Regions from separate parts of the Sus scrofa genome. Here all the other regions are linked to region 1. The links are chromatin contacts, called in public Hi-C and HiChIP or PLAC-seq maps. All regions are on one chromosome and are shown on one strand. Each heading gives the region's core, a stretch centred on a gene start, on an enhancer-like site or on the middle of the called end of the contact. The rest is flanking DNA. Distances are from core to core; before and after follow the strand shown. Region 1 overlaps EYA1 (eyes absent homolog 1). Region 2 has its middle 140 kb from the start of LACTB2. Region 3 has its middle 76 kb from the start of LACTB2.

The links. A called contact is a pair of places that touch in the nucleus more often than the background predicts. HiChIP or PLAC-seq counts read pairs in DNA pulled down with a chosen protein or histone mark.
Region 2: a contact with region 1 is called in a Hi-C map of skeletal muscle, with 6 times the contacts expected there. The contact joins two enhancer-like sites. A contact is called at or near these places in 6 of 47 Hi-C or Micro-C datasets (embryonic fibroblasts, epiblast stem cells, fetal skeletal muscle and 2 more) and 1 of 2 datasets of contacts at active chromatin or transcription factors (skeletal muscle).
Region 3: a contact with region 1 is called in an H3K27ac HiChIP or PLAC-seq map of skeletal muscle, with 8 times the contacts expected there. The contact joins two enhancer-like sites. A contact is called at or near these places in 1 of 47 Hi-C or Micro-C datasets (skeletal muscle) and 1 of 2 datasets of contacts at active chromatin or transcription factors (skeletal muscle).

What each region holds. Positions count from the first base shown.
Region 1 is chr4:64,158,017-64,161,332 of Sscrofa11.1, reverse strand. EYA1 (eyes absent homolog 1) reads right to left here. Exons shown (of 17, transcript XM_021089251.1): 3 at 1,490-1,539. Among named protein-coding and RNA genes, the nearest start is that of EYA1, 190 kb to the right of the region's middle. Within about 2 kb of position 1,797, at least 17 of the 83 cell types and tissues checked have an H3K27ac peak or open chromatin away from gene starts, as enhancers often do. A contact at or near this core is called in skeletal muscle, where this site is marked.
Region 2 is chr4:64,573,286-64,576,617 of Sscrofa11.1, reverse strand. No RefSeq gene overlaps it. Among named protein-coding and RNA genes, the nearest start is that of LACTB2, 140 kb to the left of the region's middle. Within about 2 kb of position 1,492, at least 1 of the 83 cell types and tissues checked has an H3K27ac peak or open chromatin away from gene starts, as enhancers often do. A contact at or near this core is called in skeletal muscle, where this site is marked.
Region 3 is chr4:64,632,431-64,636,211 of Sscrofa11.1, reverse strand. No RefSeq gene overlaps it. Among named protein-coding and RNA genes, the nearest start is that of LACTB2, 76 kb to the left of the region's middle. Within about 2 kb of position 1,446, at least 2 of the 83 cell types and tissues checked have an H3K27ac peak or open chromatin away from gene starts, as enhancers often do. A contact at or near this core is called in skeletal muscle, where this site is marked.

The DNA of each region.
Region 1 (3,316 bases), core at 548-3,047:
TGTATCTATTTTCTTAGACTCAAAATAGTGCATCTTAATATTTTCACTTCAGCCACCCTTCCATAACATGTACTATTAAAAGATGTCACTGGCCTGACCTATCGGGCCAAATGTTCATAGGGAGTTGTTGTTTTTTTAATCTCTCTCTCTCTCTTAGAGAGCTTATCAAGTTCCAAGATCTAATGAGACAATTCCATATATTTTTATTATCAAAGAAAACATGCCATCATGCTTTTCTTTTTATATTGAAGAAACAAAACAAAACAAGGCATTATTTTTCTAACAGAAAAGAGGAATGTATAACACTGGGGAGAAAAATCACTTTTCTCTGGAATCTGTTTCATCTAATAAGTTATCACTGGGTGCTCCCTTATAATTTACCGCCCAATTGTAATTTAATGGGTCTCCAAACCAAATAAAACACTTGCCGCCTATAGTCCAGTGACAGGAAAGGAGGGAGTCCTGATGCATGTGTTTACTCTGGCAAACTGCTTAATTGTTCTTCTGTTTCCCTTGAAACAAATGCAGCATTAAAACATTATGATGTCGGCTGCCTTGTTTGCCTTGCGGATTACATACAGTGTGCCCAACTGGGGAGGGATCAGGCCAACATACAGCGTGTCCCCAGGAACATTAGCCCTCAGAATACCTCAGCTGTCATTTACTTACTTGGGGAAATACCAGGTCCACTTCCCCGCTGAAACCAGGCGTTTTGGCCACACAAAAACAGCGACATCCCCTCTCCCCACCCCCCAGAAAGTTCTTGGACTCAGCAGTTATGGATTCTCTACAAGACTCAGAAGCCACTCCTTGGGTTCCCCACTTCAGAACTATCCATTTCTATTGCATCTTCTGTTACTGAAGAGGGAAGAGGATTTGTTGAAAGTGACTAAAAACACACCTAGATACTGGGCTGTTTGCTGACAGCCAAGTTTTTGCAAGTCTAAGGGCCCATTCTCCTCATTTTATACGTTGTGTGTTTTTTTTCTAAAAATAAAAAAGGAAGGGGGTGGGTTAATATTACGTGTATGAAGCTAAGACTGTTTGCTCTTCACCCCCCATCAGGTCAATAAAAGCTGCAGTCATTTTAATTTGGAGGTTGCATTTAAACAGCTGAGTGTAAACATCAGTTTTATAAACGGCTTCCCATGAACCATTTTGCTTCTAAAGTGAGTTCTGACTTCCCCAAATCTTCTGAGTTCAAATGAGAAATGGCTTAAAACGCAATTTTTCACTCCTAATTCTCACAACACATTCACAGTTTTCCTAACGCCAGAAAATACAGACTCCAATCATTTTCAAACCCAAGCTAATGTTCCCTTCCTACATACTTAAATTTTTTTTTTTACAAGCACACACACACAAATTAAGTAACTGCCAACTGAAGCTGCTGCTATTAATAGAAATAATTAAGAAATACTCGACAAAAATAGACATGGGTCGCAGAAAGGTAACCTCCCCAAACGTCAAGTATCAACAATATCCTTACCTGCACCTCGAGGAAACAGCAACATCTGAACTGGTTTGAGATGTTTGCACCTGTGATCAGGGGTAAAAAATTAGAAGCTGTTGTTAACTCTGCTTCTGTGTCAGCTCTTAATTATACAGAGCACATGGCTGAGGACGACAATGGTCTCTTTTAACCAAAAGAGAAAAAGGAGGATACTGCAGCGGTGAAAGGCATATTGTCTTTAAGTTGAGGTCTCCACTGTTGTTTCCTCCCCCCAGGTCTATCCTCCTCCTCCCCTTGTCAGGGGGGAAGGCAGCCAAATGACGGGATAGTGATTCATCACTGGCCTATGACAGCTGCAAACGGGATTACCCCTCCCCCAATCAACATGCAAAGCAGCCTTACCCAGGCAGCTCGGAATAGGTGCTTGGAAAAAAAAAAAAAAATAGCTATTAGCAAAATGAGTGTGTTTCACAGCGGTAGTTCAAGCATTAACCCTCCACCATCCTCCCAAGATCTTTCATCTTCTGCTATCACCAGCTGAAACAGAGTTCCTGCCCACGCCTGGGACTCCTGACAGTTCTCCTTATCGTGATGCTTTTCTCCTCTATTTACGATTTGTCATGGAGCATTCACTAAAACAGCTTCTGGGCAACTTTCAGGCGATGCCGGACTACAAGAGAAATGGTAAAGGCAGGTTCTGATCCCCAAAGCCCCATCCTGGAGCAAGGTGCCCACTGATCCAGGCAAATTGAAAATCCAGTGACTTTTTAAATTCAGTGAAATCCATCACTGCCTGGTGAAATAGAAAAAGCAGCTTGCTTTTTGTTTAATTTTCCATCTTTCAAACCAGGAGAGAGAATGGATCATTTAATCATCAAGGCAGAGTCTCAGTTTGCCAGAGTTTTAGTCTCTTTTGTCTCCGGGTGAATCTGTATTTGAGATTTCACTGCCCAACTAACTTAACTTGCAGCCTCTGCTAGACATTGCCCTTCCTCCAGAGGCAGCACAAACTCCAGCAGGTGATAAGCCCAGGTGAGGGTGGGCTGCTGGCTCTCAGGCTCAGCCCAACGCCTGTCTCAGGAAATGAACATTCTGCATAACGTTTAAAATGATTCAGAATTCCAAATCTTTGATGTGTATTTTCATTCAACCTGAACTGACATCAATTAGGGCTACAGAACAAAGATGAAAACTGAAGCATCTCAAATGGCATTAAAGTTATCCAACTAAATATCTTCTATTGAGTCCTGTTATTTTTTAATTATGATTTATGAAATTAAGAAGTACTACCTTTTTGGCAAGAATAAAGCATCGTTAAAGTACAAATATCTTGGTATAATGTTACATGAAATTTCTAGGTATACATTGTTACAATATGTACAGGATGAAGTAATTTTTAAGAGATGCCTGAGTATTCAATGAAATTTTAATTTTAATGCCTGCAGACAGGTCATTTTGTGATAACGGCCTTCTGCAATTTTTGTTAAAATTAACATTCTCACATAAGATTCAGTGTTTTCCTTTAGAAACTGCAGCAATAAACTTCAAGGATAAATGTGCTTTTTTTTCCACTTTTGTACACCTGGAATAAATTATAGGTGAGAACTAACTTAGTTTTAAGCACTCTCTCGGCTTAATTATGTGAACAAGTATGTAAAACATACTTTCTCTTAAATACTAAAATATATTCCTATTTTAACATCAGCTAGATAGTATAGCCTTAGCAATACAATCTTAGTTTCATTGTATCCTTTGAAAGTTTGATCATATTTATATTTGAGGTTTAACCTATCATTTACATTTCAATCAGTTAATAAAAACTGCACTTCAAAATAAGAATTATTCTAACACGTTTTCTCCCTG
Region 2 (3,332 bases), core at 243-2,742, 420 kb before region 1:
GTTAGTTCTTTCAGTGGAGAAACTAATAATTTAAGTGCAATTACAATGTTTACACATTATTATCTGCAATTACAGATTATTAACTGTGCCAGAAAATGCATGACAATGCCACGTGAGTGCTGCAGGGATAGAGGCATAGGGAGAAGCAATACCTCACATGAGAATTGTGGAGTGGCCAAAAAGGAAAAAGAAAAAAAAAATTACCAGAGAAAGTTTCAATAGAAAAAGGGGACTTGGGTGGTTTTTTTTCTTTCATTCTTAAAGGTTTATTGAAGTATAGTTGATTTACAATGCTGTGATAATTTCTGCTGTACAACAAAGTTATACACATATCCACCCTTTTTCAGATTCTTTTCCCAGATAGACCAGCACAAAATATTGGGTAGAGTTCCCTATGCTATACAGGGCTGTTTTTAAAGATATGTAGGATTTGTATCTAGAGAGGGGAAGATGACAGGTAGCTCCAGGTAAGAAATGGTCTGAAGGGTAGGCTTCTGAGTTTGGCTGTGAGTTTGGTCTTGAGCCAGTTTATTGTTTCAACAAAACTGAGAATAAAACATATGGCAGGTTACAGTCACTGCGGAGAAAGTGAACAGAGGCACAGCATCTGAAGATGGGAATACATTTCTTTAAGAAAAGAAAGAACTAAATCTGGGTTGGGAATTGTGGCCAGTTCAATCTGGGGAGGGGTAAACCCCAAGTGCTTAGAAACCCCAAGTGAAGGAAACCCCAAGTGAAGGAGTTTCTTAGAAATTGAGTATCACCTCCGATCTTAAAAGTTGATGGGGAAGTGGTTCTGATTGATAACGGTCTTAAAACTTCTGCATTCTTCTTTATTTATTCTTTATATAATCTCGGCATTATATTTAAGAGATTACATAAATAATTTATATTCTTTATATAATCTCAGCATTATATTTAAGAATAATTTATGTTCCTTATATATTCTTTATATAATCTTGGCATTATATTTAAGAGATTATGTAAATTATATAAATAATATAAATAATTTATATTCTTTATATGGCCTCTTAAAACTTCTGCATTCTTATTTATATAATCTTGGCAGTAATTACAAATGGTCTCTCTCACTCTGTCCTCAGAGGTATGGATCTCCCTTTGATAAATTGTCTGTCTAACCACAAAACCAGTAGATGCTTTTGCTCCATAATTTGGCTCCTCTCAGCACATGATTATTAAATATTCACTTTGTTTTTCTTGGAGGGACAACCTGGAAAAATAAAATTGTACAAGTTGCAGACCGGAAATAACAATCCATGTATCTGCTGAGAAAGAAATGATATTTTCTCCCAGAGTAGCTAACTCCCCGCTAGATAAGGAACCATACACCTGGTGCTCTTAAATCATGATGGCTGTCATTAAAAAGGCTTCTATTTTTTTCCATTTGGGTAATGTGCTTATTGGACAGTTCTATTTTCATCTATGACTTTTCCTAGTCTCTGCGTAAGTTAAGAAAGTGTCTTAAGCAAGCTCTTGCTGTAATAGTGGGATCAGTCTAGTCCAGGGGTAATAGAGATGCAAGATACTTCCTTGTATCCTAGAGACACATCACCTTGCAGCTAGTTAAAAAGTGATCCTGGTTGATAACTCTATTTGACTTTTGTGGTTCCCCAGGAACATTTCTATGATCTGTCTGGATAAAATCTGGATTCAGATGTACCTTTATAACATCATGTTTTACAGGAGCCTTGACATTAATCTCTTATTTACCTTCCTTGGTAACCTAAAAACAGCCCATAGGCAAAGGAGGGGGCAAGAAAAAGAGAGGCGGGGCGGGGGGGGGGCTGGGAAAATCCTAGAAGGGGGAAATGACTGTGGGTGCAGTGACAGCTGCACTCTGTGACTTTTTATTTATTTTGTAATGAATACAAACTTTTTTTTTTAAAGTTGTGTTGAAGTCTAGTTCGTTTACAAGACTGTGATAATTTCTGCTGGACAATAAAGTGACATAGTCATGCATATACATACACCCATTCTCTTGCGGATTCTTTTCCTACATAGATCATCAAAGAATACTGGATAGAGTTCCCTGTGCTATACAGCAGATCTCTGTTGGCAAATCATTCCAGATACCTCAGTGTGTGTATGCCAATCCCAAACACCCAGTCCATCCCTCCCTCCACAACCTGTCCCTTTGTGTTCTGTGACTTTAAAGACTTTCCTCACTGTAGTTTCATTTAGAGATGCTTCATGGTGCCAGTTTTGGACATAAATAGTCCTGAGGTTTAAACCAGGGCTTACTTCCCCAATAGTGTAGTTACTCAATCTTTCTAACCTTCGATTTTCAGATCTGCAAAATGGGGAAAAAGTATTCCTTACCTTTTGGGCTTTTCATGAGGATTAAATGAAATAATGTGTACAGTGCACAGAGCACAGTGCCTGGCACATCATAAACTCTCAGTAGTGGTGGCTGTTGTTGGACTTCTAGGATTGCAGTCTGTGGCCGGCTCACAGGTCTGAGCAACTTTTTCTCCTTTATTCCCATTTTAAATGGGAAATTTCATTTTGCTGATATTTTCCAGACTTTTAGTAAACATGTTCATTATTTCAAAGTTTGGAGAAATTTACATTTCAAAAAATGGCTTATATAGAGCATATGGGAATTAATAATATAGCCTAGAAAATGTATGAAAATTGTATTTATATTGGCCAAATTAATACTTCAAGGAAGGAAAGGTTTTCTTTGGCACTGGGGTAACATTTTCTTTTTTTCCCCCCTGTTTTTATTGGGATGTAATTGATATATAGCACTGGATAAATTTAAAGTGTACAGCAAGGATAAAATTTTCAATCATTACTTACTGGTAGAATTTAAAAACCTATTTAAGTATTATCTGGATGGTTTGGCGTTGTCCCCTACTTGCCATTCTCTTATTCATTTATTCATTCATTAAAGTGTTTAAGATCTAAAGGGTTCAGGACTGTAATGAATACTCAATTTTCCAAACTTATGATTTAACATTTGGTCAAATACAATTTAATAATTAAATGACAAAACCTGGAAATGGATTAAGGTTTTTTGGCTGCCAGATGACCTTCCAAAGCATTTTGTCGAAGAATTAAGAGGAATAAACTAGGGGCGTATGGATTTCATTTTGCTTAAAATACGTTTTGATTCAAAAATTAAGGGAAAACTGGGACAGTTTTTTTTTGAAGCCAGTTTTTGAAAAAGATAAATAGTTGGCTGAATACAAAGTAGTATCAAATTTGTATATTTATATTTTAAACCATGTTGCCAACTGCCATTTTTTTTTTTTCTACTGAACAGCAGTGAAAGCTTCTAAGTCTTTACCAGAATCTGCTTTCTTCTT
Region 3 (3,781 bases), core at 197-2,696, 480 kb before region 1:
GATCCTTAACCCACTGAGCAAGGCCAGGGATCAAACCCACAACCTCATGGTTCCTAGTCCGATTCATTTCTGCTGAACCACAATGGGAACTCCTCTTTTCACTTCGAATATTTTATTTTATTTCATTCTGTTCTATTCATTAAAGAAAATATTTTATGATGGATAATTTTAAACATATAGAAAAGTAGGAGGAATTTTACAGTAAGTTTCCATATACTCACCACACAGATTCTGTCACTAACATTTCGCTATCATTGTCCTATTACGAATCTATCCATCTCTCACTCTTTCTTTCTTTCTTTTTTTTTTTTGGTACATGTCAAGGTAAACTGTAGACATCAATAGATTTCTCCTTACTCACTTCGGCATGTATAATTTATAAGTAGAGTCAATTTTCGTTCGGTTTTTTTAGGTAAAATTTTCACCAGAAAATGCAGAAATCTTAAGTGAAGATTTGCTGAATTTTGACAAATGAATATACCTTATAATGTGTTCATTTCTGCTGTATGGCCAAGTGACTCAGTTACACATACATATATTCTTTTTCATTATGGTTTATCACAGCATATTGAATATAGTTCCCTGTGCTGTACAGTAGGATCTTATTGTTTATCCATCCTATATATATACTAGTTTGTCTCTTCTCATCTCAAACTCCCAATCCCTCCTCCCCAGCCTCCTTCAGCTTTACAACCACAAGTCTGTTCTCTATGTCTGTGAGTCTGTTTTTGTTTCACAGATATGTTGGTTCGTGTTACGTTTTAGATTTCACATATACGTGATATTATGTGGTATTTGTCTTTCTCTTTCTGGCTTACTTTGCTTAGTATGATAATATATTATTTTAAGGTTTTCTTTTATGAAGTCGATCATGTACATCTTCTAAATTATTTTATGCTTTTTATTTCAAAATAATAGGCCTCATTGGAGACTATTCCCTCTACTACACAGTGGTTAAGAACACGGGCTCTGGAGCCAGAATATCTGGGTTCAAATTCCAGTTCTACCTCATAGGCATGTGATCTGGAAAAAGTTACTTAACCTTTCTATGTCCCAATTACCTCTTGTTATAGCTTCTTGTACATACCACTAATACCACTTATTTAATTATATTGCAATTATTTTCCCATATATTTGTTTCCTCCACTAGGCAGTGGGCTTCTTGAATCCAAGCCCAAATATTACTTCTGTATGTAGTGTTAGTAGCAAACATAATACACAAAATAGCAAGTGCTCAGTAAATGTTAGTTGAATAAATGACTTAATAAGGCTTTGAGGGGTTAAGACATAGTTCTCAACAAGGGTCTATAAGAAAATAAATGAGAAGCTTGGGGTGGGAAAGCTGATTTTTTTCTTTCAGATTGTCAGTGTGCAGGGAAGTGAGCTGAAGAGATGGAACAAAGGTCAAATGTATTTTGGAAGTAGGGTGCAGGACAGAGCACCGCCCTGAAGCAATCTGAGCCCTGGCAGAAGGGAAGGAATGGAGCAGGAGAAACAAACCCAGCAAACTTCACAATTAGTCCTGCTTGTGCTCAAGTCCTGACTCAACTCTGCTTTGTAGGCAACAAAAACACCTATTGAATTCTTGTTATCCTTGGATTAATGTAGATTTTATAAATTGAGGAGGAAGCGGTGTTCTCTTAGGGTCACTGAGCAGGCCATGGAGGAGGCATATTCCCTCTCTCTGCTTCTCTGTTTCAACATTGAACTAATCAGAAGCAGATAAGGGAAGGATGGTTGAAGATTAGCAGCTAACGTTGAATAAAATGTCTTGAGGTTTTTAACCAGTATCCCTTATTTACATGTTCACGATCCTTCACTATTGCTGAAAATCATCTTCCAGTTAGGGTTTGAAATCTCCTTGAATATCATTGCTGAGACAAAATTTCAGGCATTTGGGGTTTTGTAAGTGACAAAAATTTTTGTTCCTTTAGAGAACAACTTAAGGACTGCTGAAAAGAAAGACTGATCTGGGCAGTTTCATTGTGGCTCAGCAGGTGAAAAACCCAACACAGTGTCCATGATGATGCAGCTTCTATCTCTGGCTTCACTCAATGGGTTAAGGATCCTCACTAAGTGGGTTGCCACAGCTGGGTCACAGGCCTGCAACTGCAGCTTCAATTCGACCCCTAGTTCAGGAACTTCCACATGCCTCAGGTGTGGCAGTTAAAAAAAAAAAAAAGAAAAAAAGCTGATCTGGGACCAAGTATGATTATTGTTAATATTTTTCAAGAGTTGATTATTGATTTTGTCAATTTTTTTTTTTTTTGTCTTTTCTAGGGCCACACCCGTGGCATATGGAGGTTTCCAGGCTAGGGGTCTAATCAGAGCTGTAGCTGCTGGCCTATGCCAGGGCCGCAGCAACACAGGATCCAAGCTGCATCTGGGACCTACACCACAGCTCATGGCAACGCTGGATCCTTAACCCACTGAGCGAGGCCAGGAATCGAACCTGCAATCTCATGGTTCCTAGTTGGATTCGTTAACCACTGAGCCACGATGGGAATGCCAAGAGATGATTATTGAATATGTTACTAAGTAAGAATAATAAGGATGATAATAGATTTGTTGAGCACTTACTATGTGCCATACCCAGTGCAGAACAACTTCACATCATTGATCTTTTTTATTCTCACAACCCTCCTATGTAGTAAGCATTGTTGCACCCACTTTATTGAAAGTTGAGGCTCAGAGAAAGCAAAGAAAGAGCATATATCAGGTATTTTATAATTTGATTTTGTTAGGTAAGTTTCATTACCTTCCATTTCCTGGACGAGAAAACAGACTGCAAAAGACTCAGGGAACAAACGCTTATTAAATAACCGAATATCAGTCATTTTATTAAATGCATTTCCATTTGTTTGACTTCATAGCCTCATGACAACCCTGCCAGATTAGGTACCATCATCTTTACATTACAAATGAGAATACCGAGGCTCAGGGACGTTAAGTAATTCCTTCAAACTCATGTATGCAGTGAACAAATACGAAACAGAACTGGGAGTCAAAAGCAGTCGCATCTTTCCTTAACCTCAAAGATAGGGTGTTCTCTCTCTGACACAATTTGTCCAAGTCACAAAGTCAGAAGTAAGTTTCTGCCTCAAAGTTTGGCTCTTCTTTCTGCTACATCCTGCTGCTGGTTTCATTTTGTTTCATCATGTCCTCTGCAAAGGTAGAGAAAACAGGTCAAGGGTTTGCAGTTGATGAGACATTTCCAAATCCATGTGATCAAGCGACCTGGTATACTCTTTGTTGCTAGACTAAATACCATGATAGCAAATCCTTCAACCTTTGTTTATTAATATCATGTTTTCAGCTTCTCATATTTTTTCTTGGCCTTTTTTTAATTGTGATAAGGTGAAACATATGACATAAAATCTACTAGTGTAACCACTTGACGTGTACAGTAGTGTTAGGTATATTCGTATTGTCGTGAAACAGATCTCCAGAACTTTTTCATCATGTGATACTGAAAATCTACACCCATTAAACTCTAATTTTGTCCCCAAGCCCTTGGTTGCCACCCTTCTACTTTCAGTTTCTATGGATTTGACTCAAAATCTTGCGTAAGTGAAGTCATATAGTATTTATATTTTTGTGACTGGCTTATTTCATTTAGCATAATGCATAATGTCCTCAAGGTTTATCCATGTTGTAATATGTGACAGGAGTTCCTCCCTTTTTAAGGCTACTTATCCTTTAACTTTTTCCACCTCCTGTTGCTGTTAAAGAAAATAGCATAAACTGGTCTATGAGGATGTTTCCTGATATAGATGTCCTA